4 separate regions of the Mus musculus genome follow, and all the other regions are linked to region 2. The links are chromatin contacts, called in public targeted proximity ligation maps. All regions are on one chromosome and are shown on one strand. The core of a region is the stretch at or near the end of the contact, and the rest is flanking DNA. Distances in the headings are between cores, read along the strand shown. Region 1 holds the start of Cd248 (CD248 antigen, endosialin). Region 2 holds the start of Slc25a45 (solute carrier family 25, member 45). Region 3 holds the start of Cnih2 (cornichon family AMPA receptor auxiliary protein 2). Region 4 holds the start of Rasgrp2 (RAS, guanyl releasing protein 2).

Evidence for each region.
Region 1: a contact with region 2 is called in a targeted proximity ligation map of pancreatic cancer cells. A contact is called at or near these places in 2 of 130 datasets of targeted methods (microglia and pancreatic cancer cells).
Region 3: a targeted proximity ligation map of pancreatic cancer cells shows a contact between it and region 2. A contact is called at or near these places in 1 of 484 Hi-C or Micro-C datasets (CD8 T cells) and 1 of 130 datasets of targeted methods (pancreatic cancer cells).
Region 4: a targeted proximity ligation map of pancreatic cancer cells shows a contact between it and region 2.

Annotation. Positions count from the first base shown.
Region 1 is chr19:5,064,403-5,070,926 of GRCm38.p6, forward strand. Cd248 (CD248 antigen, endosialin) reads left to right here and starts at 3,676. Exons shown (of 1, transcript NM_054042.2): 1 at 3,676-6,238. The coding sequence starts at 3,724. The coding sequence ends at 6,021.
Region 2 is chr19:5,873,814-5,880,336 of GRCm38.p6, forward strand. Slc25a45 (solute carrier family 25, member 45) reads left to right here and starts at 4,009. Exons shown (of 6, transcript NM_134154.4): 1 at 4,009-4,878; 2 at 6,036-6,079; 3 at 6,272-6,343. The coding sequence starts at 4,842. It overlaps Frmd8 (FERM domain containing 8), which reads right to left and starts at 1,395. Exons shown (of 11, transcript NM_026169.4): 1 at 1,278-1,395; 2 at 897-981. The coding sequence starts at 981.
Region 3 is chr19:5,093,706-5,100,832 of GRCm38.p6, forward strand. It overlaps Cnih2 (cornichon family AMPA receptor auxiliary protein 2), which reads right to left and starts at 4,816. Exons shown (of 6, transcript NM_009920.4): 1 at 4,478-4,816; 2 at 1,027-1,095; 3 at 579-626; 4 at 215-327; 5 at 1-110. The coding sequence starts at 4,558. It overlaps Rab1b (RAB1B, member RAS oncogene family), which reads right to left. Exons shown (of 6, transcript NM_029576.3): 5 at 6,962-7,093; 6 at 5,502-6,867. The coding sequence ends at 6,673.
Region 4 is chr19:6,395,231-6,401,903 of GRCm38.p6, forward strand. Rasgrp2 (RAS, guanyl releasing protein 2) reads left to right here and starts at 5,311. Exons shown (of 17, transcript NM_011242.3): 1 at 5,311-5,421; 2 at 6,491-6,633. The coding sequence starts at 6,561. It overlaps Pygm (muscle glycogen phosphorylase), which reads left to right. Exons shown (of 20, transcript NM_011224.2): 18 at 2,348-2,482; 19 at 2,636-2,702; 20 at 2,815-3,234. The coding sequence ends at 2,964.

The sequences.
Region 1 (6,524 bases), core at 2,426-4,925, 810 kb before region 2:
GGATTGAGGGATTCTGGGTAGGAGTCAGGTCATAAGGGGGTTCAAGTCAACAACAAAGCATATACCATGGCAGAGGGAACTGGTGAGAGGTGGGAGGTAGGGGGACCTCAGAGAGAGGAGAGTCATGTGTGGGGGCTCAGGGACTATTCTGCTTCAACTGAGACCCAAGAAAGTGAAAGGCAAAGGGGGAGGGCATTTGGATGTTGCAGGAAGGAGAGAACATGGGATGAAAGCTCAGTGTCTGGTGGGCCTAAGGCTTGACACAGACACTGCTAGAACAAACAGAAGGACCAAGGGAGAAAGGGAGGGGAGGGCTGGCTGAGCGTTAGAGACAGATCACATAGCAGGACTTTGCTTGCCTCTGAGTGAGACATGGCCAGAGAGGGTCGTGAACAGAGGTGGCTAGATCTGGCCAGGTCTGCTTTTTCTTTGTGTGTACGTGGGCAAGATTATTTTATTTTATCAGCGTTTTTGCCTGCATATACTGTATGCACTACATGTGTGCCCAGTGTATGGAAGGGGTCAGAAGAGGACATCAGAGTCCCTGGAACTGGAGTTCCAGATGGTTATGAGCCTCCGTGTGGGTAACAGGAGCCTAGCCCTGGCTCTTTGCAAGAGCAGCAAGTACTCTTGACCACTGAGACAGCTCTCCAGCCCTCTTGTTTTTTAACGGTTCTCCCCATAAGGGAGAAAAGGAGGAAGAGGAGTGGGGGGCAGGGTCCTAACTAGGAGATGGAGTGTGACCGCGGTGGACAGAAAGGCAAAGGTGGTGCTGTGAAGTGGTCACACTCTTGATCTAGTTTTGAAAACGATGCCAACAGGATTTGCTGAGATACTGGACCAGGGGTGTGGGAGAGAGAGAAGGATGAGCTCAAGCTTTGGCTCTGCTCCAGCTGAGGGATGATGGCCTCTGCTCTCCTGAGAAGGGGCGTCGCCCTGCATGCTTTGAGCATAAGACTTATGCTCAAAGGCAAGTGCTGTATAAACAGCAGTTCTCACAGCCTGGCTGTGTCTGCAGTGCCGACCTGGGCACTGTGAGGAAGTTAGTGAAAGCACCCGGGTCCCCACTGGCATCCAGATTTGCTCAGGAGACTACCAAACCTTGGTCCTGTACAAAACATATATGCAAACAGGGAGGGCTATAACACAATAGCGGGCTGAAGAGTCCGCACACATGTATCCCCATGTTGTGGAGGGGGACAATGGAAACCTGGCAAGGTCACCTACACCTATAATCTCAGTACTGCTGCACAGAGACCTACACAAAAGGGAAGAGGAGGCAGGAAAAGAGAAGAGAAAGGGAGGGAAGGGAAGTGGAAAGGATTGAAATAATGAAGAGGAGAAAGAAGCGTGTGCGTGCTCGTGTGTGCGTGCATGCGTGAGTGTGTATCCTAGCACTTGGGAAGCAGAGGCATTTGGATCTCTGTGAGCTCCAGACCAGCCAGAACTACATAGTGTAAACTACATAGTGTCTTTAAAAAGGGGTGGGGTGTATGGGGGTGGGACATGAACGAGGACTCAGAGAGCCTCGAACTCACACAGGTTAGTAGCAGAGTATCCAGGCCAGGACAGTGTTCCAAAGAACAAACCTTCTCTTTCACTTTCTCATCCATGGGTCATGAGATTTTTAGTGCTGGGAATTCAACCCAGGACCAGACATCACCCTACCACGAAGCCACATCCCCAGCTGGCTCAGAATCTGCGGAGAATATAAAGGATCGTGTGTTAATGCCAGACTCAGAGGTGATGGGAAGACCAGGACTTTAAGGTCATCCTGGACCACACAGTGAGCTCCAGCTTAGCCTGGGCAACATGTAAGACTTTGCCTCAAAAAATCAAAAACGGACAGGGCGTAGTGGTGCATGCCTTTAATCCCAGCACTCGGGAGGCAGAAGCAGGCGGATTTCTGAGTTCGAAGCCATCCTGGTCTACAGAGTGAGTTCCAGGACAGCCAAGGCTATACAGAGAAACCCTGTCTCGGAAAAATAAATAAATAAAAAACGGGCTGGAGTGATGCCTAAGCAGCGAAGAGTACTTCTTGCTCTTGCAGAGGACCCAAGTTTGGTTCCCAGCACCCACACGGTAGTTTAAAAATACCCGTAACTCCAGTTCCAGGGAATTTGATGCCCTCTTCTGACTTCTGAAGGTAACAGGCACACACACGGTACACACGCATACATGCAGGAAAAACACTCATAAACAGAAAGCAAAAATGTTTTTAAAAGTCGAAATAAAAACCAAGAGTAGCCGGGCACGATGGCACACTCGGGAGGCAGAGGCAGGCAGATTTCTGAATTCAAGGCCAGCCTGGTCTACAGAGTGAGTTCCAGGACAGCCAGGGCTACACAGAGAAACCCTGTCTCAGAAAACCAAAACAAACAAACAAACAAACAAAAAACCCCAAGGGTATAAAAGGATTACCTGGTGTTGGGTGACTGTAGTACCTGCTACTTAGAATCCAGGAGTTTGGAATAGCCTTGGCAACAGAGCAAACTCCATCTCTTAAAAATAAATAAATAAATAAATAAAGGTAAAAAGAGAATGCAGGGGTTAATCCTTCACACAGAATCCCAGGGCCACCCTGGGTGCCTGGCCCAGTGTGCAAACCTCCAGAGGCCTCCAGGAAGGGCTGGAAGAGGACCCTGGGAGTAAGGAGGACAATGTGATGCCTGTGTCACACTTACTATCCTGTTGTGTCCCCATGCCCATACATGGTCTTGCACAGGTCCCCTCATAGCAGCCGTGCTCACCCTGAGCAGAGCTCAGTCTCCACAGAGCCCAGAGTCATGCACCCTGCCTTCCTGCAGCAGAAGCCTGGAGAGGCATTTCCTGTTAGGGGGCAGCCTCCTCCCGCTCTAAGCCCAGGTTCCCAGGGCCCCTGACTGAGCCAGGGTAAGGAGAGAGCAGGCCTTGGCCTCCTCCCCCCTCCCTAACCCCTAATGCTGGTCCTGCTGGAGCCAAAAAAACTTGGGAGTGAGGTAGGCTGAGCGAAGGGCTCATCAAATACGTGTCTGGTTGAGGTGGTTCTCAAGGAGGTTATCAAGTTGATTCTCACGCAGGGCCCAGGCAGGAATGGGTGGGGCCTCATCGTTGAGACCGTTTAGCAGGCCACATCATCCTAGCTTATCCACCTAAGGGCATACACAGCATGTCAGGAGAGCTGCGTGTGTGAGGCTGGGGTTTGGCGGCCTTAGATAGGGTGTCAGAGAAGATGCTCTTGCCAGGCTTGGAAGGAGTCGTTCACATATGTGTGATGAGAAAGGGCTGGCCCGATCAAGTCGTTGAGCTCAGAATGCAGCCAGTATACTGATACTGGTGAATCCAGATCCCGGCTTTCGGGAGTCTCTCTGGAAGACAGCTTCACCCCAGCTGCCTTAGCTGCAAACAACGCTGAAGTTTCAGAGGGTTGACTGGGGATGCTTCTCAGACAGACAGGTTCCCTTTTCCCTGACTCTCAGCTCTGTAACGCCTGAGGTAGCCCGTTAGTTGTACCTCCCCCCTCCTCTGCCCTTCGCCTCTCACCCCAGAACCCCCCCCACCCCACTGCTTCCTGCTCCAGCAGCCCCCGGGGAGCTAGCAGGGGAGCTGGCAGCGGCCCCAGCCCACTCCTTACAAGGCGTGAGTCCGCCGGGCCCGCCCCCGGCCCTCCCGCCAGAGGCCTTGATCCCTCCCCCTGTCAAGAGCAGCGGCAGGCCCGAGCCGGGCCAGTCGGGGGGCGTCGCGATGCTGCTGCGCCTGCTGCTGGCCTGGGTGGCCGCGGTGCCCGCACTGGGCCAGGTCCCCTGGACGCCGGAGCCTCGAGCCGCGTGCGGCCCCAGCAGCTGCTACGCGCTCTTTCCCCGGCGCCGCACATTCCTGGAAGCTTGGCGGGCGTGCCGCGAATTGGGGGGCAACCTGGCCACACCGCGGACCCCAGAGGAGGCCCAGCGTGTGGACAGCCTGGTGGGGGTCGGGCCGGCCAACGGGCTGCTATGGATTGGGTTGCAGCGGCAGGCTAGGCAATGCCAGCCGCAGCGCCCACTGCGGGGCTTCATATGGACCACGGGAGACCAGGACACCGCCTTCACCAACTGGGCCCAGCCGGCTACGGAAGGACCCTGCCCAGCCCAGCGCTGTGCAGCCCTTGAGGCCAGCGGAGAGCATCGCTGGCTCGAAGGCTCGTGCACACTGGCTGTCGATGGCTACCTCTGCCAGTTTGGTTTTGAGGGTGCCTGCCCTGCCTTGCCGCTTGAGGTGGGTCAGGCCGGTCCCGCTGTCTACACCACACCCTTCAACCTGGTTTCCAGCGAGTTCGAATGGCTGCCCTTTGGCTCCGTGGCAGCTGTGCAGTGCCAAGCTGGCAGGGGAGCTTCTCTGCTGTGCGTGAAACAGCCTTCAGGTGGCGTGGGCTGGTCCCAGACTGGCCCGCTGTGCCCAGGGACTGGCTGTGGTCCTGACAATGGGGGTTGCGAACATGAGTGTGTGGAAGAGGTGGACGGTGCTGTGTCCTGCCGCTGCAGTGAAGGCTTCCGTCTAGCAGCAGATGGGCACAGTTGTGAAGACCCCTGTGCCCAGGCCCCCTGTGAGCAGCAGTGTGAACCTGGAGGGCCACAAGGCTATAGCTGCCACTGTCGCCTTGGCTTCCGGCCAGCTGAGGATGATCCACACCGCTGCGTGGACACGGATGAGTGCCAGATTGCTGGTGTGTGCCAGCAGATGTGTGTCAACTATGTTGGTGGCTTTGAGTGTTACTGCAGCGAGGGTCACGAGCTTGAGGCAGATGGTATCAGCTGTAGCCCTGCAGGAGCCATGGGTGCCCAGGCTTCCCAGGATCTCAGAGATGAGTTGCTGGATGATGGAGAAGAAGGGGAGGATGAAGAGGAGCCCTGGGAGGACTTTGATGGCACCTGGACAGAGGAACAGGGGATCCTATGGCTGGCACCTACACATCCACCTGACTTTGGCCTGCCCTATAGGCCCAACTTCCCACAGGATGGAGAGCCTCAGAGATTGCACCTGGAGCCTACCTGGCCACCCCCACTTAGTGCCCCCAGGGGCCCCTACCACTCCTCAGTGGTGTCTGCCACACGGCCCATGGTGATCTCTGCCACTCGACCCACACTACCTTCTGCCCACAAGACCTCTGTTATTTCAGCTACACGCCCACCCCTGAGCCCTGTCCACCCACCTGCCATGGCCCCTGCCACACCTCCAGCTGTGTTCTCTGAGCACCAGATCCCCAAAATCAAGGCCAATTATCCAGACCTGCCTTTTGGCCACAAGCCTGGGATAACCTCGGCCACTCACCCAGCACGGTCTCCTCCGTACCAGCCCCCCATTATCTCAACCAACTATCCCCAAGTCTTCCCTCCCCACCAGGCCCCTATGTCTCCAGATACCCACACTATCACTTATTTGCCTCCAGTCCCCCCTCACCTTGATCCTGGGGATACCACTTCTAAAGCCCATCAACACCCTTTGCTCCCAGATGCTCCAGGTATCAGAACCCAGGCCCCCCAGCTTTCTGTCTCAGCTCTCCAGCCCCCTCTTCCTACCAACTCCAGGTCTTCTGTCCATGAAACTCCTGTGCCTGCTGCCAACCAGCCCCCAGCCTTCCCTTCTTCTCCCCTCCCCCCTCAGAGGCCCACTAACCAGACCTCATCTATCAGCCCTACACATTCCTATTCCAGAGCCCCTCTAGTCCCAAGGGAAGGAGTTCCCAGTCCCAAATCAGTGCCACAGCTGCCCTCGGTGCCCTCCACAGCAGCTCCAACAGCCCTGGCAGAGTCAGGTCTTGCAGGCCAAAGCCAAAGGGATGACCGCTGGCTGCTGGTGGCACTCCTGGTGCCAACATGTGTCTTCTTGGTGGTGCTGCTTGCCCTGGGCATTGTGTACTGCACTCGCTGTGGCTCCCACGCACCCAACAAGCGGATCACGGACTGCTATCGCTGGGTCACACATGCTGGGAACAAGAGCTCAACAGAACCCATGCCCCCCAGAGGCAGCCTTACAGGGGTACAGACCTGTAGAACCAGTGTGTGATGGGGTGCAGATGCCCCTTTGTGGGATAGAAGAAAAGGACTTGCTTTGGACACATGGCTGAGACCACACCAAGGACTTATGGGGGCTGCCCAGCTGACAGAGGAGGTTCTGTTCTTTGAGCCCAGCATCCATGGCAAAGGACACACCAGGACTCCAGGACCTCAAGGGGTGGGTGCTGGGATCTTCTCCAATAAATGGGGTGCCAACCTCACCCAAAGTTCATCATCCCCACTGATGCCTGAGGGAAGGGTCTGGGAGGCCTCAGGGGGAAAGGGACCTTCCATTTATCTAGGTGAGATAAGACCCCTTTCAGAAAAGATATGCTTCGTAATTTTCAGTGAAATGAGACAGGAGAGGGCAGGGCCTTACTTACCCTCTGTTACACAGCAGGCTGAGTGGCCTGGAGGTTTGATAAGGGAGAAAGTCCATACTTGTCCCCCACTTTATTAAAATGCAACAAAAATCTGGGGGAAGGTCTTGAGGTGAGGGTCTCTGATGAACTG
Region 2 (6,523 bases), core at 2,759-5,258:
AGGACAATGAGGATTTCTAAGGCCACCTTGGGTTACAGCAGGTTCCAGGTCTCGGCTTCACTGGGACTCTTCAAAACTTTAAGAATCAATGCTGTGGCTTCTGCAGATAGCTTTAAGCAGTCCAGGAAAGAATAAACAACTCAAACAGCCAGTGTTCCCTTATAACAAGCTGGATTCCCATTTGAAGCCAGAGCCAAAGATGCTTGGCAGGTTGGCCAGACTCAAATTCCCCATCCCTGAACTACAGGCGCAGTAAAGGAGCATGGAGTGTGGAGGCCTCGTTCTCAGCCTGCATCCTTTTCTGACTCTGTGATCCAGCTGTAAATCTGTAAAAACAGTTAATAGCGCTTCTTCAAAAGGTCACCGCCAATCCAGTACGGCTGGTGAGAGTGGACATCATAATGAAGGAGCTTTTGAGATTCTGGTCTTTTCTGCTCCAACAGCTACTTGGAGAGACCAGGAGACTGGCTCAGATCCACTTTACAGGCAGAAAAACCAGCCCTGAAGGGTCAAGTTCATGATCAACCTTGGTCTGCTCCAGTAGTCTGAGACCTAACAACCTCTCTAGGTCCTAATTTCCTCCCAATAAAATGAAGAGGTGGAGAATCCCTGCTTTCAAAGAGCTGTCTGCAAAAAAAGAAATGGGACAAAGGAAGTGGTGCCCTTTTCCAATCATGTGTCTTCATTTGAAAACAAGAGAAAGTTCAGGAGTGTGGCTCAGTCACTAAGCTAGAGACAGATCTCAGCTAAGTCCTTTGATTTCTGAGTCCGCCACATCTAAACAAATCTTATTATTTACTACATGATTAACTTACTGAAAAAGACAAACTGGAGTCACGTCCCCAGGCTGGAACCAAAGAGTTCAAAAGAGATGAAAGAAGAAAGTAGAGACCTACCTCGGGCACCCACTGAAGAGACGCTACTTCGGTGGGACCGCTCCGCAGGGCCGGGCTGCCCCGCGTTGCCTTCTGCCCCCTCCATCTGCAAAAAGAACTCTAGACAATTAATGGGGGGGGGGTCTTAAGGAGATGGTCTCCTCAAGCTCTCAACCAAGAAGCAAAGGGGTCTCGGTCTACAATTCTTAACCTATGTTCAGGGATCAAATGTGTAGGGTGAAAGTAGAGAGTGACCCTCAGCCGAGTGCAGATCGGGTGGGCTGAGTCAGGGAAGTGACCGTCAGGTGCAGGGGTCTCAAGTTTCTCAAGAAATGGCCAAACAAGTCGGGACGCGCCCCTGTCCAGGGCGGGGACACGGGCAGGGTGTGGCTACGCTCTCACCTTGCAGGGTCGCAGAGCCCACTGCCTCACTCCAGAATGCCACCCGACTCAGGCCTCCAGTTCTGGACCCACCACCACACCGGCCGGCGGGGTCTCCGGTCCTGCCCAGGGTCGATTCGCAGGCGTTACGCCGCAGAAGCTGCCGCGGGAGGAAGCACAAACCCGAGGCCCCGCCTCTCCGACTGAAGGAGCCAATCGGAGCCAGAAGCCTCGGCGCACGCGTACTCCCGCATTTCGATCTTTGGTCCTTCCTACCCACCCTGGTTCCCAGCTTACTTAGATCACGCAAGTCTCAAAGACCCGGTCTAGCCACGCCCCCGAGTCCTGTATTGTCCCTCTCCCGTCGCCCTCACTCCCCGCACAGCCAACTACATGAGTAGTGTTGCTTCATGCATAAGACCCTTGGTCTGTAATAGGATGTGGGGAAGATTCATTAGAACCAAGGATGAGGGCAAGAGCTGTGCAGCTACCGCTCCGTGTGACTTGACTGGGCCCCTCTCTAAAATGACCCACCTTGTGGGTGGATGGTGCCGCAGTCCTCTCAGGCCTGTTCTGAAGGCCTGAAGGGGTACTGGCTCTTGGCCTTGGGTAGGAATCGGGGCCCTGGACAAGTCCCTTCCCAGCTAGATCTGTTTTTCACCTGTAGCATGAGATTGGACTGAATGACTCCCAACAATCCCTTTCACTCTCATTACGAATGTAGGTTGGAAACATGGGACTTGCTGTGCTTCCAGGGTGCAGTCACATAAGCCTGGCTGTCTTAGAGACATAGCCTCCAAGATCCCGAAGTGCCAGGCATTGTGCTTCCCAAAATCTTATCACCAAATTGTTCTGACAAACCATCACGTGTGTGCCTAAGGCCTGGAATGTATGGAGAAAAACAAGTCCATATACATGCCACTTGAGCCAGAAATTGTTCCTGGTGCCAGCAGTCACTTGGGATCTGGTGCAGGGACGTGAGTTCTCCTTGCCACTTGGTTTCTTTGCTGGAAAGCAGATGAAAGCTCCTGCCTTCAGTATTTGTTTTTGTTTTGTAGAGTTTTCAATTTAGTTCATTTAGGGACAAACTTAATGGCACACAAGCCTTTAATCCTAGCAGAGAGAGGCAGAGACAGGCAGATCTCTGATTTCCAGAGCACACAGAGCTATACAGTGAGACCCTGTATGGGGGGCAGGAGGGTGGGGACAAGCAAAACTGTAGTAGGCAGGCCAACCATGGAAGCAAATAATCCTACCACTTGGATGCTGGAGACAGGAGGATCAGCACGAGTCAAGGCCAAACTTGGTCACACAGCTAGTCCAAAGTTAGCCTCGGATATGTGAGGCTCTATCTCTAAAACAAACAAACAAACAAACAAACAAACAAAAACTACCAAGACAAAAACAAAACAACAAAAGAACAAATATTACAGAAGGCCTCAGCATTGCTATAGAAGACATAAACCACTATAGGCGGAGAGGAGGAATCTTCAGTTCCTTCTTATCCACCATGTGCTGCACATGGGCCAAGCCCTTTTCTCTCTGTCACTTGCCATCTTATGGGCTCTGTAAATGGAACCAAGAGGATTAGTAGCTACCATTTATGTGTTGGATACTTAAAAAAAATCTCTCTCTCTCTCTCTCTCTCTCTCTCTCTCTCTCTCCGTCTCTGTGTGTGTCTGTGTGTGTTCAACCCAGGCCTTGTACATGTAAACTGAGCACTCTACTCCTGAGCTACACCTGAAAGAAACAGGTAGGGAAAACACTCAGCCACACAAATCTTACAAGATTGAAAGTGTGTGTATGTGTGTGTGTGTGCATGTGTGTGTGTGTGTGTGTGTGTGTGTGTGTGTGTAATTTTAGAGTCTACCCATGAGAAAGTGTGATGCTGGTGGTCTTTCTGAGGTCAGCTTACTTTGTTTCCCATAATAATCTTCTACTTCTGCCCAGTTGCTTGCAAGTGACACCATGTTAGTGTCCTTTACACCCTAAAACTGCGTTGTGTATGTGTACCACATGGTCTTTGCCCATTCCAACGTTGGACTTTTCATTCTTCTGGCCACTGATGCTGCTCCTGACCTTTCTATTCATTCATCCATTCGTCATTCATTAGCATGTGTTCTGTCTACCCTGTGCCACGTTCTCTAATCCTTTAAACATGTAAACGGATCAAGCAGTCACAGGTCCTTGACTGCATAGACAACCAGTTAGCTGCTCATAATAGATCAGCGACAAGAGCAAGGGCAAGGGACTTGTCCAGAGACCGACTTCTGTCCAAGACCAAGAGCCTTCAGAACAGGCCTGGGAAGACAGCACTGCGACACCATCCACTGCCCAGACCCTCTCGGGTCCCCAGGAAAGTTTCTCCATCTCAGAAAGAGGCCCAGTCAAGTCGCATGGAACAGTAGCAGCTCTCGCCCTCATCCTTGGTTTTCACGAATCTTCACCACGTCCTATTACATATATATTACATATAAAGGTCCTTATGCATGTAGGTGGCTGTGCAGAGGCAGGGGCACCGGGGGCCAGGGGTCATTACAATTGTCCCTGAGATGACTTGTGGAGTGGTCTCACTAAAAAGGGGAGTTTTCAGCCCTAGCTTGAAGGAGGTCCGAGAGAGTAGGTCCAAGAAGAGGAAGCAATGCCGGCATTAGGGCCTCACGGCTGAGAGCCCTTTTCAGTGGAGCAGGAAGCAGAACATGAGGTCAGAGGAGAAGGGCGGTACATGAGCCTCTTCCGACTCGGCCTCTTCCTTCTTAGTTTTTAAAGAAAGGAACTGCAACTGTTGCAGTTTAGAAACAGGGAAATCTAAATCTAAGCCCTGGTATCTGCTGAGGACCATCTTGCCCCATCATCGTGAGGCAGAGAGGCAGGAGAGCGGAATTTTGGTTTTGATGTAGCGCAGCAGTGGGCCACTGCACAGTCAAAAGCCCATTGTTTCTTCCCCTGGGCAAAAGGAGGCTGCGGTTCTGATTCATGGCTGTAAACAACTCTGGAGAGAGCAGACAAACAGGCTTCAGGGCCTGGTGAGTCACTTCTGGGGGCCGGGGCCTCCCTCTTTTTGGGTTATTCTTATTCTGACTAGGCATAGGTGGCTGCTGCAGGCCACTGTAGCCTGGGACTGCCACCTCGTGGCCACGTTCTGACTTCACATAGCCCCACAGCTTGTCAGGGTAGGTGGGAATGAATGGGAATTTGCTATGAACTGGCTGGTCAAGCAGGGCCCAGGTCCTTGCTCACTAAGGCAGCCTTCGAGAGGCTCGCCAAACTAGGACTCAGTTGGCATCCTCTGTGAGCCAGCATGGCTGTCACTGTCTAGGCACAGAACCCTGGATCTCTGTGGCTGTCAACCTGCCTCTAGAGATTCCATTACTTCTCAGGCCTCTTCCAGTCTCAGGGTCACAGACGTTGGCTCACTCTCGCTAATGGTTGCCTGAGGTCTGGGCACTGGGCCACCACGCACACTCCAGCCAGGGTTAAACATTAGTGGGAGGTTATCGGGTTTGGAAAGGGGGTGGGGAATCTCACTTGCAACAGTCTCCAGCGGGCCTGCTCGGAGTACCAGTTCCCACAGGAGCCCAGAAAATGCCCGTGGAAGAGTTTGTGGCTGGCTGGATCTCTGGTGAGACATTTTTCTTCTTTTTGTCCTATCATCCCTAAGGGTGGGTGGCTTCCCTGGGAGGATGGGTTGTTGAGAGAAGTTGTTCCCTCTGGAGCACCCGCACCCAGCTGTCCCCAGAGCCTTCTGGGAATGGCCAAGGAGGCCGAGAGGAAAGAAGCAAGCAGGAACTGCTTCTCTATCCGAAGGCCATACTGTCGGGGGGCGGTGGGGATCTGACAGCCAAGGTACAACCTCACCCAAGCCCTTCTCCCAGACCAGTGTGAGGGGACCAGAACACATTTACCTTTGATCTCTCCGGCTGTCCTGTCCTTATTTTACCTTTGGAAATCTGCCCTACCTGTCAATGGGTGCACTCCTGAGCCTTGAGAAAGGACACTGTGAACGCACCCCTGGTGAGGGCCACCCCAAGCCCCAGAAACAGCATCTTCTGCAGAGACTAAGACTAGCCAGTGTGTGGCTTTCTCCCCTGGGTCCAGCAGGACGCTAAGAAGGGCTCCCCACTCTGTACTGATAATTGTGACAAGGCAGAAGGCAGGAGGAGGTGGCCAGCAGGGCCTGTTCTCATTCAAGGCCACAGAACTCTGCAAGGAAGGCTGAAGTACTGCTGACACAGTTAGAAACAGTAGCTACTCCTTCTAGAGCAGTGGTTCTCACCCTTCTTAATGCTGTGACCCTTTAATACAGTTCCTCATGTTATGGTGAGCTCCAACCATAAAATTATTTTACTGTTACTTTATAACTAATTTTGTTACTGTTATGATTCATAACATAAATATCTGATACACAGAATATCTGATCTGTAACCCCCAATGGGGTCACCAGCCACAGGTTAAGAACGACCAGTCTGGAGCCTCATCTTCCACGGTCAGAGCTGGGGATAGTGTAACACCTGGTTCTTTCCTATTGTGTGTGTGGCCTCAAGTGAGGCCATGGGTCTCCCTCCTTTGTCCCAGCGTCTTTGTGACCCAGTACCAGGTATGGTAGGGGAGCAGAGTAGGGCAGCAGGAATGTCTGTGGAGCCCCAAGAATGTAGGTGGTGGGTGTCTGAGTACACGCAGCCTTCCTGCTCCAGCCTGCATCCTTCTTTCCTCTAGCATAGACTTGCTTCCTAGACTTGGCACACAGGCCTCACTCATACCACCTTCTTGCCACCGCAGGAGCTGTGGGCCTGGTCCTGGGGCACCCATTCGACACTGTAAAGGTGAGTGTAGCAAAGGCACCAGAGGAATAGATGGTCTGGCTGGAACCTGGGTGAGAGACTGGGCCTGGCTGGCTGGGCTGGCTCACTGGTGTGCCTGCCTGCCAGCGTCTGCTGCATGGGTGACCTGGCTGCCATTGTAGGAGCAGCCCTGGCTTGCCCATCTGCCTCACATAACCAGTACTTTCTATCCAGGTGCGGTTACAGACCCAAAGCACGTACCAGGGCATTGTGGACTGCGTAGTCAAGACTTACCGCCATGAGTCAGTAGGTAGCCCACTTGTTGGCGGTAAAGAATCATCGGGGCAGGTGGGGTCTGTTTCCTTTGCTTGCTGCTTGCTAACAGCTTCTAAGTCTTCACCCTTGAGGGTATCCGAGAGTCCTCTAGTGCCTCAAAAGTGGTGACGGGGTTCTCACAGCCTCCTTCACATGCTGTCTGCCTGACAC
Region 3 (7,127 bases), core at 3,566-6,065, 780 kb before region 2:
AGGCGAGTTTGCACCAGGACTCCTTCTGGCAGTAGTTGAGGATGTCAGCATTCATGATAGAGACCGCATCATACATGACCTCAGAGCCATCCGCAGGACGGTGGAAGTACCTGGTGCGAGGGAGGCCTGAGTGCCCCCCTCTGGCCAACCAGATCTGACCCCCATCCTGCCCTGCCCCCATCTTTATGTCCCCGAGGTAACTGCTTGCCCTCACCTCCAGAGGTGGTAGAAGAGGAGGGGGATGTTGAGGCCCAGGGTCACCCACTCTGCTGCACACAGAAACATCAGACAGAAGAGGCCGTGGATGGAATATTCCGGGACCACCAGCTGGGGGGGGGTGTGAGGGTGAGAAGTCAGTGGTCTGGTGCCAGGATGGACCCAATGGCACAGAGGGGTAATGATGTTGGGAAGTGCCAACCCACCATGATCTCAGAACTAAAAGGCCTTTCTGGCTAGCCATTCCCACCCTCCTGGGTGGCAAAGTGGACCAAATAGCCTCAAAAGAAAGGCAAGACTTGCTGTGGCCTACAGAGAGCGAGAGAGCAAGCAGCACTAGCCAGGCGCTTCCTCACACTGACCTTCCTCAGGAGGCAGCAGATGCGTTCGATGTTTTTCAAACGCTCGCGCTGTAGGGAAGGAAAGAGCCTAGATAAGGGAAGCCAAGGAGTAGAAACCAGAGCGCCTCCCACGGCCCCGGGCGTGGTCACCAGAGGGCGCCAGAACTCTCTGCGGTGTATTCTCAGGCAAGCAGCCCGCCGTCCCCATGGTGACTGTCGCCATGGAGGGGCCTTCACCCGCATCTCCATGGCAACGGCCCAGAGCCTGGAAAAGGCATCCCCACCAGGAGGAACCGGAGCCCTGAGTCCGCTCCAGGTGTTTGCGGGGGTGGGGACGGAGGAAAGGACAGGGTCACCTCTTCAGCCCTCCACATTGCACCCCCATCTTCCCGATCTCCATTCCCACCCTCCACTATGACAAAAAGACAAACGGACGGACACACCTCAGCACAGCACATGTATCACTTACTGCCCGCGCTGGGTTCCCCTGGTCGATGGGGTTCTTGAAGTCAGTCCGCAGCTCATCAAAGGCTATGATCTGGGGGTAGGGGCGTGTGCCTGTCAGGGTTGGGGCAGGCCCACCACCCTTAACACCCCAGGCACCAGATGGCTCAGAGGAAAAGAACACAGGCTTCTTGGAGGGATCTGGATGGTAACACCTCCCTTCCTTCCAGACACACACACACACACACACACACACACACACACGCCACGCATGCCTGTCCTTCCTTGGAATAGGGACATATAAGTGGAGACCCTGTTGAGTGGAGCTTATTTCTTAGTGGAGAAGAATGGTAGCTCCAGGCTCACACAGCAGTCGACAATGCCTAGTTTCTACTGCACTCCCCGTACATTTCAAGACATGGCCTCTCCTCTCATGCTAGTACAGGAACCATAGAGGTTTGGTACACAGTTCTTGTCCAAGGAGAGCCCCAGGGCCTAGGAAGAGAACTCCTGATCAGAGTTAGGGGTAGCGCAGCACTCCATATGGGTTGGTGGGGTTCAAGCTGACTAAGCATTTGGTGAACAAATGGGAGAAATGCAGTCCAAGCAGTGGTGAGAACAGATACAAAGGCACAGAAGGTTGAAAGAACATTCAGAAAGTAGCAGGTTCACGGGGTTGGGTGGTGTGCGAATAGGAAGAAAGGGAACGGAGCAAGGTGGGTGGTAGGGTCAACAGAGCTAGTTCCAGGATGGCCGGCCAGCCGGCCAACAAAGACTAGATTTTAACATAGGAGTAGGGGGAGTCCTAGTGGTTTGTAAAGCCAGGAAATGGGGACAACAGTTTAGGAATGCTGGGGATACAAGCTGGCTAACAGTCACAGCCAAGATAAACACGCAGCAGGCTTCATTAGCTTGAACCCTGTAACAACCTAATGACTTAGGTGCTAGTATTGCTTTCATTTTTGACTTACAGATGAGAAAACAGGTTAGGTATCTTGTCCAGGGCCACAAGGGCTACTAGGTAGTAAAGTTATAACCCAGTTAAAAGTACTACCCACTTTGTCATACAAGGGCAGATCAGTGAAGGGCAGGCTGGCCTGCTTTGTGTCCAGGGAGGGGTTCATTGCATGGTGGTCTTAAGTGAGAAGGATGGTAGTCATGGAAATGGCTACCCATTGCTCTCTAGTAGCCAGTTTCAAAGGGCCTGTGTGATAGGGGGAGTGACAGTAGAAGGCCCCAAGATACCTTCTATTATGGTGTGTCTGTGTCTGGGGGATGGTGGTGTATTCAGAAATTCCTGAGGGAGCAGATATTTGAGATGAAGCTGTGGACCTGGAAGGAACTGCAGGTAACCTGGGGGAGGCAGGCTGGCAGAGAAGCCTGACTGAGGGGGAAGGGGAGTCCCTTTCCTTCCCCTGTAGCTCCAGGATGAGGCAGCAGGCCCACCACCCCCAAACATCCTAGACCCCATACGGTTTAGAGGAAAAGAACATGGGCTTCCTGGAGGGAGCTGGGGCCATCTGGAGCCCCTCCCCCAATTCCTCATTGACTCTGGGCTGCTGCCTGCCTGAGAGATACAGCAACAGGGTCCAGCAGGGGCGGAAGGGTACCGTCTGTCTGCCCCCGAACTGGCACCACCAGTAGGCAGAGGGTGTCGAGCCTCCCACCCCCCCCAGGCTGCCTGGCGCTGACTCAGCATCGTCTCCCCCCACCCCCAACCCCGGAACAAACAATTCTCCACTGTGACAGCTGACACACGTCATTCACCAGGGTTGCCTAGTGACTAGTGGGTCCTGGGGTTTTACTTCTGAACAGCTTTGACCTGAGGACCACGCTCTCTCTCCTGGACTTTGCATGTGCAAGCCCTGGTTTTACTGATAAGCCTGATAAGAGGACCAAGCTAAATGGGTGAAAAGCTCAGTGCCTCACAGTGGAAGGGGTCCCAGAAAGGTCTGTCGAGAGAACAGAGATGCTGCTCCCAACCTCAGGAGACTTCATCTCGGCCTGGACACTTTGCAAGGTCCAGGTCTTATGCAGCCTGACTCCCCCGCAGCTGCTATGCAACTGTCCTAGGCAGGCTCTGAGCTCCTAAGAAGGGCCCCACCAGGGAAAGTGGAGTTGTGAGTGGGAAGGGGCTCCTTGAATTTCAGGAGCTAGTTAGCTATCCTGCCTGGGTCCCCCCATTTTTTCTAATTCTTAGGACCCAAGTTGTTCTTCCCCCACAGAACTGTCCAAGGCCCTGGGGCCTGGGACAGGAAGCGCATAATGGATTCGAAGTGATGGAGGAAGAGAGAAACGGAGCAGAGGACAAGAAACCCAACTGGGAGACCTAGATCAAGACTGGAGCAAAGTGAGGGGTTGGGCTGGAGATGGTGTGTGTCTGGAGATGCCTGTGGGGGCTCAGGATCTAGTACCTGTCAAAGAGGAAGGAGGGGAGGACAAAGGAAGAGACAGGGTGCTTTCTGGGAGGCAGCAAGTCCCAGAAAGACACAAGAAATGGAGAGCAAGAAAGGTAAAGCAAGAGGGGACGGAGGCACGCTGGATGCAGTCAGATAAGAGAACACTTAAAAGAGGATTAGACCAGGAGATGTGCATGCTAGTAGCTACAACAGAGAGACAGGCCTGTATGGGACCCGTTTGAGTGCATTGGAGGAGGGGCAGCTGGAAGGAGCCGGCAGAGACCTCAACAGTAAGCCAGAGGCTCACAGTTCTAGAGAGGAGAAAGAACCAGGTAGAGGAGGCCCTTGGGAAAGCCCAGGAGAGAACTAGGTACAAGAACCCTCTCCAATGGGAAACCATTTGAGATGAGACAAGAGACATTCTGAAGAGTGAGGTGTGAGGCTAGGCCAGGGTGAGGGCAGACCAGGAGTGAGGGACATGAAAGACAAAAGGCACGTATGTGAAGGAATCAGAAGGAAGCTGGAGAGTCAGAGTGAGACCAGGTGGGAGCTAGGTTTCTTGAGCTGCTTCGAACCTATCCCACTTGGGTCAGAGGGGTCCAGGAGGGGACAGGGTTAATGGGTTCTAAGATATGCGGGTCTTGTAAACAGATGCAGTTGCCATAGCAACCATCTCCATCATTCTGGTTGGAAAAACCCACAAAGGAGAGGGGTTCAGCGGGGGGGCTGGGGGGGCACACAGACAAACTGCCCGATGGACAGACGGGGGTGGATGGATGAGAATATAGAAGGATCAAGAATTCCGCCCCTGCCCAATGACTGGATGAAGCAAGGAGAGGGTCAGGACCTACTGACATACCCACAGACAGGCGGGGGCGGTGAAGGAAGGGGGGGGCTGCCCCGGGGGAAGGAAGCCAACGACAAGGGGGTGTTGGGGGGTGCGAACAGAAACCATGGGGGCTAGTGGAAAAGACCTTTCAAGTTTCCCCGGAGCACTGATACCATCAGCCCCAGCCCCCTCCTGCTCCATAAGCCCACTTGCCCCCCACCCCGCCCCCAGTCCAAGCCCAGTCTTACGTGCCAGATGACAAAGAAGATGAGGGAGGCGCACAGCACCAGGGTGAGCATGTAGCAGAATGCTGCGAAGGTGAACGCCATGGCCCCCGCGCCGGGCGGTGGCCCGGGGGGCGCCAGCGCGGGGTCTGGGCGCAAGGGGACGCCCCCCGGCCCACACTTAGGGCCGGACGGGCATGGCCCACCGGACTCTAGGGACACGGACAGCGCGTCCGGGACCAGGGCCACGAGGCCGTGGGGGACGCGGGGCGCGGGCCGTGGGGCTCGGGGGGCGCGTCCGCTGCCGGCTGCCCGGGCCCCGATCGCTCATCCTGCGATCCCTCGCCCGCGGCTCCCTCGCTCTCCAGCCCGCGAAGCCGGCGGGGCGGAGCCGGGGGCGGGGCCGCCGTGCAGCGGCCTCGGGCGGGGCTGAGACTCAGAGCGCCCCTCCGCCAGCCTCATCAGCCCAGCACAGCCACTCACCCCAATGAGCCCAGTGTTTGTGCACCTCCAGAACATGCAGACCTGGAAGCCCGTTCCTGGTACAACTTTCGGACAACTAAGCCCACTATAGCCACATTCTGTACTCCCGTCTCCACAGAGTGCTGGCTCAGGGGGATACAACTGAGGTCCTAATGTAAAGCAGCGCTTGTCAAAGCTCAGGATAGCTGGCATCTGGCTTCAAGCCACAAGAGGGGACTAAAGTCGGGGACTGGAGGAGGGGAAGACTAAATGCAGGGGGACCAACGCCTGCTCCTTGCTTCTAACTTCATGCCTTGAACGCCTGTCCCAGTGGATGTTGGTGGCTCACCTGACGGCCTCCTGCCAGCCTCCCTCTGACAGATTCATGCTGGGCCCTTGGGGACATCCCATAGCCGCACAGCAGGCTTTCCCAGCCCCAGTATGTGGGTCAAGGGCTTTTACCAGCAAGCTTAAGATACAGTCCAAGCCAGGACCCCCCATGCATCACACCAAACTCTGGACTCCAGTTCCACCCAGCAACTCAAAGCTGACTCTGACCATAGACCACACTCAGTCACCACCGCTTCCTTGCAAAAACCCTTGGCTTATCCAAGGGCCAGTGGAAATTTATTTTTTCATCCTTTTCCATCTTCCCCCAAGTGGCTTTTCCTTGCAAGATGCCTGATGTGACATCAGAGGGGAACCTGGGAGAAGAGGCTCCCTCCCAGAGGGGCAGCCCAGGGACTTAAATACACACTGGAGGGGGAGGACAGGTTGTAGGGTGAGACTGGCAAGAGACAGCACAAAGGACATGGCTTCTTAGGTAAAGACCAAAGGTTTTCTACAGGAAGCTGTGCCAGAGGGTGGGGGCCAGGATTCTGAGTTGGGAGGGGGAAGAGCCCCACAACCCCAAGCTGCACCCACATTCCCCAGAGAAGCAGGTCTGGCCCTGTCAGGCTCTGAGGAATGGAGGAAGAACAAGCCAGATGTGCTGCCTCGGAAAAGGGAGGTGGTGCTGGCAGAGTGAGGGTTAAGGCTGGTGCCCGGCCTTTGGCAAGGTGGGCCTTCCGCCTCCGCTTTCCTCAGGGACAAAGGGGCTCGGTGGGCAGGCAGCACATGGGCCTGGCTCAGGCAGGGCAGGGGGAGGCAGGAGCAGGCTCCCTCCCGGCTTGAGACACAGGCCCCGCAGCCATCCGCCCACCTACCCTAGATGTGCTCAAGACCTAACCGCAGCTGGACGGCTCAAGCTGTGTGGGAGCGATGGAGTGAGGCAGAGATGAGGAAAAGGTGGCTATGGGGCTCTCGCAGCCCTGGCACCTGTCCTGAGGTCCGATGCAGGACCCTGGATCTGAGGCCCTGGATCCCCTGGCTACTGCCTGCACCCAGGGGCAGCAGAGGCAGGGAGGCCCTTGCTATTGGGAAGAAAGGAAAGAGAAACCCAGTGCAGCATACATGGGGGTGAGTGACAGACAGCGGAGCCCTCATTCCAAAGAAAGGTGCGTGGTGGGCATCTTTTCAAGGTACCCAGAGGCAGCAGCGGAGCTGTCCCTGTGACCACCCCAGCCACAGGCTCTGCATGTCCTCCACGGGGGCCCTGACAGGACTGGGACTCAGAGCAGAAGGCAGATGGGCCAGAGGAAGATGGGGAGCCCAGGACACCCCAAAGCTACAGACTCAAATGCCCTAGGAGAGGGAGGCACTTCCTGCCCGCTCCAGGGGCATCATCTGGACAAGGTGCCCTCCCCCAAGTGCCCCTCCTAGCAGCAGCCACCGCTAGCAGGCTTCACAGGGGTGCTGTCGATCTTCAGGTTGGGCCGTTCACCCCCAGACGCTGCTCCTGGCCCCATCCGCTTTTTGATCTCTGCAGCCATTGTCATGAATGCCTGCTCAACATTGGTGGCATTCTTGGCACTTGTCTCGAGGAAGGGGACACCCAGAGAGTCTGCAAATTCCTGCGAAGGGAAGAAGAGAGAGAGGGGAGCAGGGAGAGAAGGGGTGAAGGCATGTGGGCCCCAGACCCCTGACAGCCAGGGCAGGCCTGCTCACCTTGGCCGTGGTGTTGTCCACGACCTTCTTGGTGGTGAGGTCACTCTTGTTGCCTACCAGGAGTTTATTGACATTCTCACTGGCGTAGCGATCTATCTCCTGCAGCCACTGTTTCACGTTGGCGTAGGACTCCTAGGCACAGTGTCCAAAGTTACTGCACACCCAC
Region 4 (6,673 bases), core at 4,061-6,560, 520 kb after region 2:
GTATCTGTGTTCTACCTGCATATGTCTGTGCCCTATGCCATGGGGCCAAAAGAGGGTGTTGGATTCCCTAGGGCAGGAGTTACAAACAGCGGTGAACTGCCATGTGGGTGCTGGGAATTGAACCCTGGTCTCTTTTTTTTTTTTTTTTTTTTTTTTTTTTGATTTATTTATTTATTATATGTAAGTACACTGTAGCTGTCTTCAGACGCACCAGAAGAGGGCATCAGATCTCATTACGGGTGGTTGTGAGCCACCATGTGGTTGCTGGGATTTGAACTTCGGACCTTTGGAAGAGCAGTCGGGTGCTCTTACCCACTGAGCCATCTCACCAGCCCGAACCCTGGTCTCTTGAAAGACCAACTTTTCGTGGCTGAGGCATCTCTCCAGCTCCTCAGCCAAGCTATAGTATAACCAATTCTAAACCCCAGGGCATTCAAATTGAACTGTTGAAAATGTTACTGCAGGGAGCAAACTTTCCAATCAATGCCCAGTTGTTGGATTATTCCATTGAGAATTATTAGGGAAGCCAGGCGGTTGTAGCTCATGCCTTTAGTTCTAGTACTTGGGAGGCAGAGGCAGGATTGTCGCTGTTGAGTTCAAGGTCAGCCTGGTCTATTCAGCAAGTTCCAGAACATCCAGGCCAATGAAACTCTATCTCAAAAAGAAAAAAACCAAAAGGATATTAGGCTACTGCCCAGTCCACTGCTTTATGTAGTGTGCAAAACACACTGGTCTTTCTTTTGATCTTTTGGTTTTTCGAGACAGGGTTTCTCTGTGTAGCCCTGGCTGTCCTGGAACTCATTCTGTAGACCAGGCTGGACTTGAACTCAAAGAATTGCCTGCCTCTGCCTCCTGAGTGCTGGTGTGGTTTTTATGATGGGGGTGGGGTGAGTTTAGAATAAATATTAGAACCAAAAACGTTCTTGGGCCAGGCATATGGCTCAGTAGAGCAGAGTGCTTGTGGACAAGTCTGATGGCGTGAGTCCACGTAGAAGCATAACACAAGCGTGTGTAATCCCAGCAAGCCTGCAGAAAAAGGGAGGCACAGATGGGTGACTGGAGGCTCGGAAGCTGGCAGGCTGGCTAACCTGATTTACACAGTGTCAGAGACCCTGTCTCAGAAACAAGAAAGAAAGGTGGTGAAGGCCCCTGGAGCTTGTCCTTCCTGGTGAGGCATGCTCACACCCCCACACAGAGACAAACGCCAGGGTTCCTAAGTCTCTGGCACAGAGTTTCTGCGCTTCTGGAAGGTTGGTACCAGTTTACACTTCCACCAACAGCTCCAGAGAGCTGGCATTTACTGCTGAAAGGTTTTTTTTTTTTTCCTAGAAATTTCAGACTTTGAATGGGGCACAGTGGCGCACAACTTTGACTCTGGAGGCAGAGGCAGGCAAATCTCTGTGAGTCTGAAGCTATCCTGAACTACATGGAGTGTTCTAGGTCTGACAGGGCTATGTAGTAAGACCCTACCTCAGGAAAAAAGAAAGGAAAACACACACACACACACACACACACACACACACACACACACACACACAAATCAATAAAAGAAATATCAGATTTAGATTTTGTCTTCTGGGCCCAAAGGTGCATTGAGTGAGATCTGGGATGTTCAAGACTCCAGACTTGAAAACAGTATGACTGCAGAGGACAGGGTAGCGAGCCAGGTAGAGACTGTGCCCCGGCAAAGAGAGTCACAAAGCAGGGCAATACAAGGACCTGCGGATCACTGCGGAGAGAGAAACTCTATTGTTGACCAGAAGGGGACAGAGTCAGGGAGTGAGGGTAGGCCATCTTTGTGATGGGTTTAAGATAGGGGGTGAGTGGACGTTGCCTTGAAAGCGAGGGAAAGCTGGTACCAGCCTGTAATGAGCTTGGTCTGATTGTGGGAACTTAGAGGCCATGTCCAAGGATGTGCCTGTTAGAGATGGGTTTGGGACAATGGACAAAGACATTCATGGAAGGTTTGGTTTGGTTTTGTGGTGGAGCTGGGGATGGAAGCCAGGGCCCTTTACATACCAGGCAAGCACTCTGCTTGACTTCCAAGCACTTGGAAGATGAGTCCTTGCTCGGAGTCTTGAAAACCAAGTCTTGTCTTTGTATTTCCTTTTTTTGAATGAAATTAGGGATGTGTATGTTTGTGTGTGCATGGGTGCACTGAGCCATCTCTCCTGCCCCAGATTCGTCTTTTGTCTTCTCTGGGCCTGAGTGTTTCTATCTACGAAGTGGTTGGGAGAGCTACAGTGCATTGGAGCTGGGGAGGCCCTGGGCCTCAGGTCTTCCCAGCTTTTCTCTGGGAAGCTGGGGACCCCTTTGTGGGGAGCTGATTACAGGTGCGCTCTGGCAGGTACAATGCCCAGGAGTACTACGACCGAATTCCTGAGCTTCGGCAGATCATCGAACAGCTAAGCAGCGGCTTCTTCTCCCCCAAGCAGCCTGACCTGTTCAAGGACATTGTCAATATGCTCATGCACCATGACCGGTGAGCTGCTGGCGAGGCTGCGTGGGGCGCAGGCATGGGGCTCATGGAGGAACAGGGCTTGGGTGGGCCGGAAGGCTCCTGCCGTCTGCTGCGCCTGCGCCAAGGACCTGGCCTTTGACCTCACAGAGCTCTGCTCTCTCCTTTCTCCTCTAGGTTTAAAGTCTTTGCAGATTATGAGGAATACATTAAATGCCAGGACAAAGTCAGTGAGTTGTACAAGGTGAGGGGTCCAGCGGCCAGGGGCTGGCAGGGCTTTGACTCTGGCCGGGATGAGGGAGAGCGGTGCCAGCCTGCTGGCAGAATGAACCTAGAGCTTTCCTTGCTGTCTACAGAACCCAAGAGAGTGGACACGGATGGTGATCAGGAACATAGCCACCTCTGGCAAGTTTTCCAGTGACCGCACCATTGCCCAGTATGCCCGGGAGATCTGGGGTGTTGAACCTTCTCGCCAGCGCCTGCCAGCCCCAGATGAGAAGATCTGAGCTTCCACATCAGACCCCATACCCGCCCTTGAGTCTGTTTGCAATTCCTGGGATCAGGCCCACTCCAGGAGGTGGGCCTCTGGAATTACATCTCTACCCTACCCACTTTGGAACCCACTTTCCCCAGTCTCTAGGTCCTGATGCCTAGTGTGATGAAGACCTTGCCCTCTTCATTTCCCTCAACTCCCTACTCCTTTTATGTATGGATGGGGTCTAACCAAGTGCACCCACTCCCCAATAAATCGACTCTTCCTGCTCTTCCTTACTCTTCTCTGTTGCAAAATATTTTTAGCTCTTGGAGAGCTTAACAGCTGCTGCGCAGTCATCTCCTTACCGCCCCCCCAGCCCCCCCCCACACACCGCGGCAGGTGCATCCTCTGTGGGGAGAGAGGGGCGGCCCATAGGCGGTGTCTGGGACTCAGTCCCTTTTCCGGTGTCGCCCTCCACGCCTCTCTTCCCAGCGCTGTGTCCATACTAGGTCAGCGGCCAGCTTAGTTGGTCGGGGGCGGGGCGTCTGTCTGGGTGGGGCCCACCGGGTTAGGGAGTCGGTACTCGGGCCGAATCCTCCCGGACTACGGAGCTTTCCCCGCTGTCTGGGGGAGGGTCTAGAGGAGGCTTGGCGCCTTCTTGGCTCCGCCCCTAGCCCCGCCCCACTGCGGCGTTTTAGGGTCTCTTAGCAGGTGGCTAAAATAAATTCAAAACCAGGGGAGTGTTAGGGCTTAGGGCATTCGCAGATCGTTTAGGCGAGAACAGTGGTATATTCCCGGTTCTGGAGAAACTGAGGTATATAAGGGGCCTCTTCTGAGCCTCACATAAACCAAGATTGAAGTGCAGAGGACTGCTTCCCTCGCCCAAGGCAAGGAGGGGCAATCCTCGGAAGGGGTTTTGCGGCCCTGGGTTTCATAGTGAGTCTAAACGGCCGGAAACTGTTACCTATCCCTAGGCTAGGTGTGAGGGACATAACTGCTTGTGGCTGCCCCTCCCAAGTTCCTCGTCTCGGCCCATGCATCCAAGGCTTCCAGTTCCGAAACTGCAAAGCACCTACCCAATTTATAGACGCCTCTTTCTCTCTTGCCCAGTGGGGTGTCCCTCGCCCCATCTCTAGACAACGAACCTGGGTTCCCAGGGAGCCGCGTGTTCGTTCATTCATTCCTGGCTTTTTGAGGCTCCACTGGACCAAAACCAGCTCGCATTCTGTCCCAGCCCCTCCCCCAGGCCATCGCAAGGATCCGCAGCCCCACGCCCGCGACCTCCACCACGCCCGGGCCTCCGCCGCCCGCAGGAAGACGCCCGGGCCCGGGCAGGGTGAACCCCGTGGGAACGGTTTGTCTCGAAAACAGGAACCCGGACCGGGGGGCTGGGCGGGGCGCCCCTTCCCCACCGCAGTCCGCTTCCTGCCCCTCCCGGCTTCCTCCGTGCGACACCCAGGCGGGGCGCAGAGCCCGGGGGTGTCGCGGTGGGGGAGGGCTGCTGCACGCGGTCCCCACACCAACAGTGGCGCAGCCCCCCGCCCGCGGTTAAACTCTCTGGGGCGGCAGGGGAGGGGTTAATCTGCTTCAGGGCCCGGCGCGCGCGGGGCGAGAGGGGGAGTCCCCGGTGGAGGAGGCGCGGCGCGGGGTGCAGGGGCGGGGAGGGGGCGGGGCGGCAGGGCGCTGGGCCGCGGCGCGGAGACCGGGTGGGAGCCGCAGCCGCAGCGAGGCCGGCGGGCGGGAGCGCACGGAGGTGGCGCTGGCCGGGCAGGGTTCGGGGTCCGCGCTGCGGGTCCCAAGAGTGAGTGAGCGAGCACGCGCGCGGGTGGGGCGTGGGACACAGAGGGTGCGGCCCCTAGGGATCTCCTAGGGGCAGGCTGGCGGGGACTGCGGGTGGGTGGGGAATCTGCGGTCCTGGGTGGGACAGAGCTTGCGGAGGGGATGAGGCACTTAGAGCCACCCGCAGGAGGGGGGCGTTCGAGGCATTCCGGTGCTCGCCTGAAACGTATCTACCAGGCTCTTCCCTGCAAGTCCCCATTTGACAGATGGGAAAATTGAGGTTCAGAGAGACTAAATGATTCTCAAGGTCACCCAGCAAGGAAGTAACAGTCAGGAGGGAACGACTCTGAGAAGTCCTCGGGAGGATTCCCTAATGTAGGGGAGTCTGTGTAAGGGCGAGGTCCCTTTCCTTGGGACAAGGTTTTGGCGAGATCCAGGAATGTAAAGAACCCCAGGCTTTGGGGCTGCGAGCCCTGGAGCCTGGTTGAGGGGGGAGGGGCGGCAGAATGGGTGTGTGCGCAACCAGGGGGTATGTGGATGCGTGTGGGAGTGTACATGCGTGGAGATGCACTGTCTTTGCGTGTGTGCACACGTGTTCAGATGTCAGAGCTACTGTGATCGAGAGATCAGAGGCTGAGCTGGTTCAAGTGAACAGAAGGTCTGGGAGGTGAACTGCATTCAGGTTTGCATTCTGAAGTAAAGGACTTGGGTATGTGTGGCTGAGGATTTTCATTGCAGGTGTGCATGGGATGTGGGTGCCATTGTGTGTGATTAGGACGGGAGGTGTCTATGACCCTGGTGTGTGTGAAAAGGGTCTTCTTGCACTTAATGTAGGTCATTGGCCTTCGGCAAATACCTAGTCTAGAGAATAGGTGTTTGTTCCTGCATGGGTGCTTTTATAGTCCCCACTGATGACCAGGATTATTAATGGTGTCATGCAGGCCATGGCGCTAGCGGCCCCTTCTGGGCTCCCTACTCGGTGCTCTCACGCACAATTTAACTATGCAGCAGGGTGGGTGGGAAGGCGGGAGCCCAGGTTGGGAAGATATATGGCAATTCTGGAAGGGCTAGGACCGGACTCCTGGGACCTTAGTACTTGTGGGTTGGGAGTCCGCGGTTCCCAGGCTTTGGCTTCCCACTGACATCTCCCAACCGCAGTGGGCTACCCCTCCCACCCCCCGCCCCAGGAATGTTCTTCTCTCTAGCCCTCCTCCCCAAGGGCAGGCCCCTGGGGGATGCTACGGCCCCGCCTCCCACTCGGGGAGCCCAGGAGGGGGAGATGTAGGCAGGACTCCTGGGTTCCCTCCTCCCTCCTTCCATCCCAGGGAGAAATTCCTCCGAGGTCCCCTCAGGCACTGGGTTCCCAAAATAACCCTGCGGGGGAAGGGAGGCTGTGAAGGGAGGGGAAGCGGGAGGAGTGCAGAGTCAAGCTGTGGGGTGTTGCAGGTGCCTGTGGGGAGCAAATGCAAGGAGAGGAGGGCCCGCCAGGAGGCTTGGGGCACTAACTAACCCCTGGGGTCCTGGCTCGTCCCTTATTCTCGTAGAACCCTTCTAACCTCCCGCGACTCCGCGGGTGGGCCGGAAGCCTCTCAGCTAGTCCATTTCCCAACTAGCGAGTTGCACCATCCCGGGGCAGGACCGTTTAACCCTAGAGGGGCAACGGCAGGCAACTCCGCCCATGCCCAGCAGGGGGCGTGCCCACTCCGCCCCGTTCCTACGCGCCGAGCCGCTCCCCCCACCTCCCGCGCCTCTGCTGACTCCCACTTCTCCCAGGACAGGGGTCCGAATTGAGCACCGTGGGAGGCTCTGAGAGTGTAGCTTGGGTCTAGCCTACTGGCACCGGCAGCCATGACGAGCACTCTGGACCTGGACAAGGGCTGCACCGTGGAGGAGCTGCTCCGTGGTTGCATCGAAGCGTTTGGTGAGTTGCATGCAGCACGAGGGGTCACACCCAGCTGGAC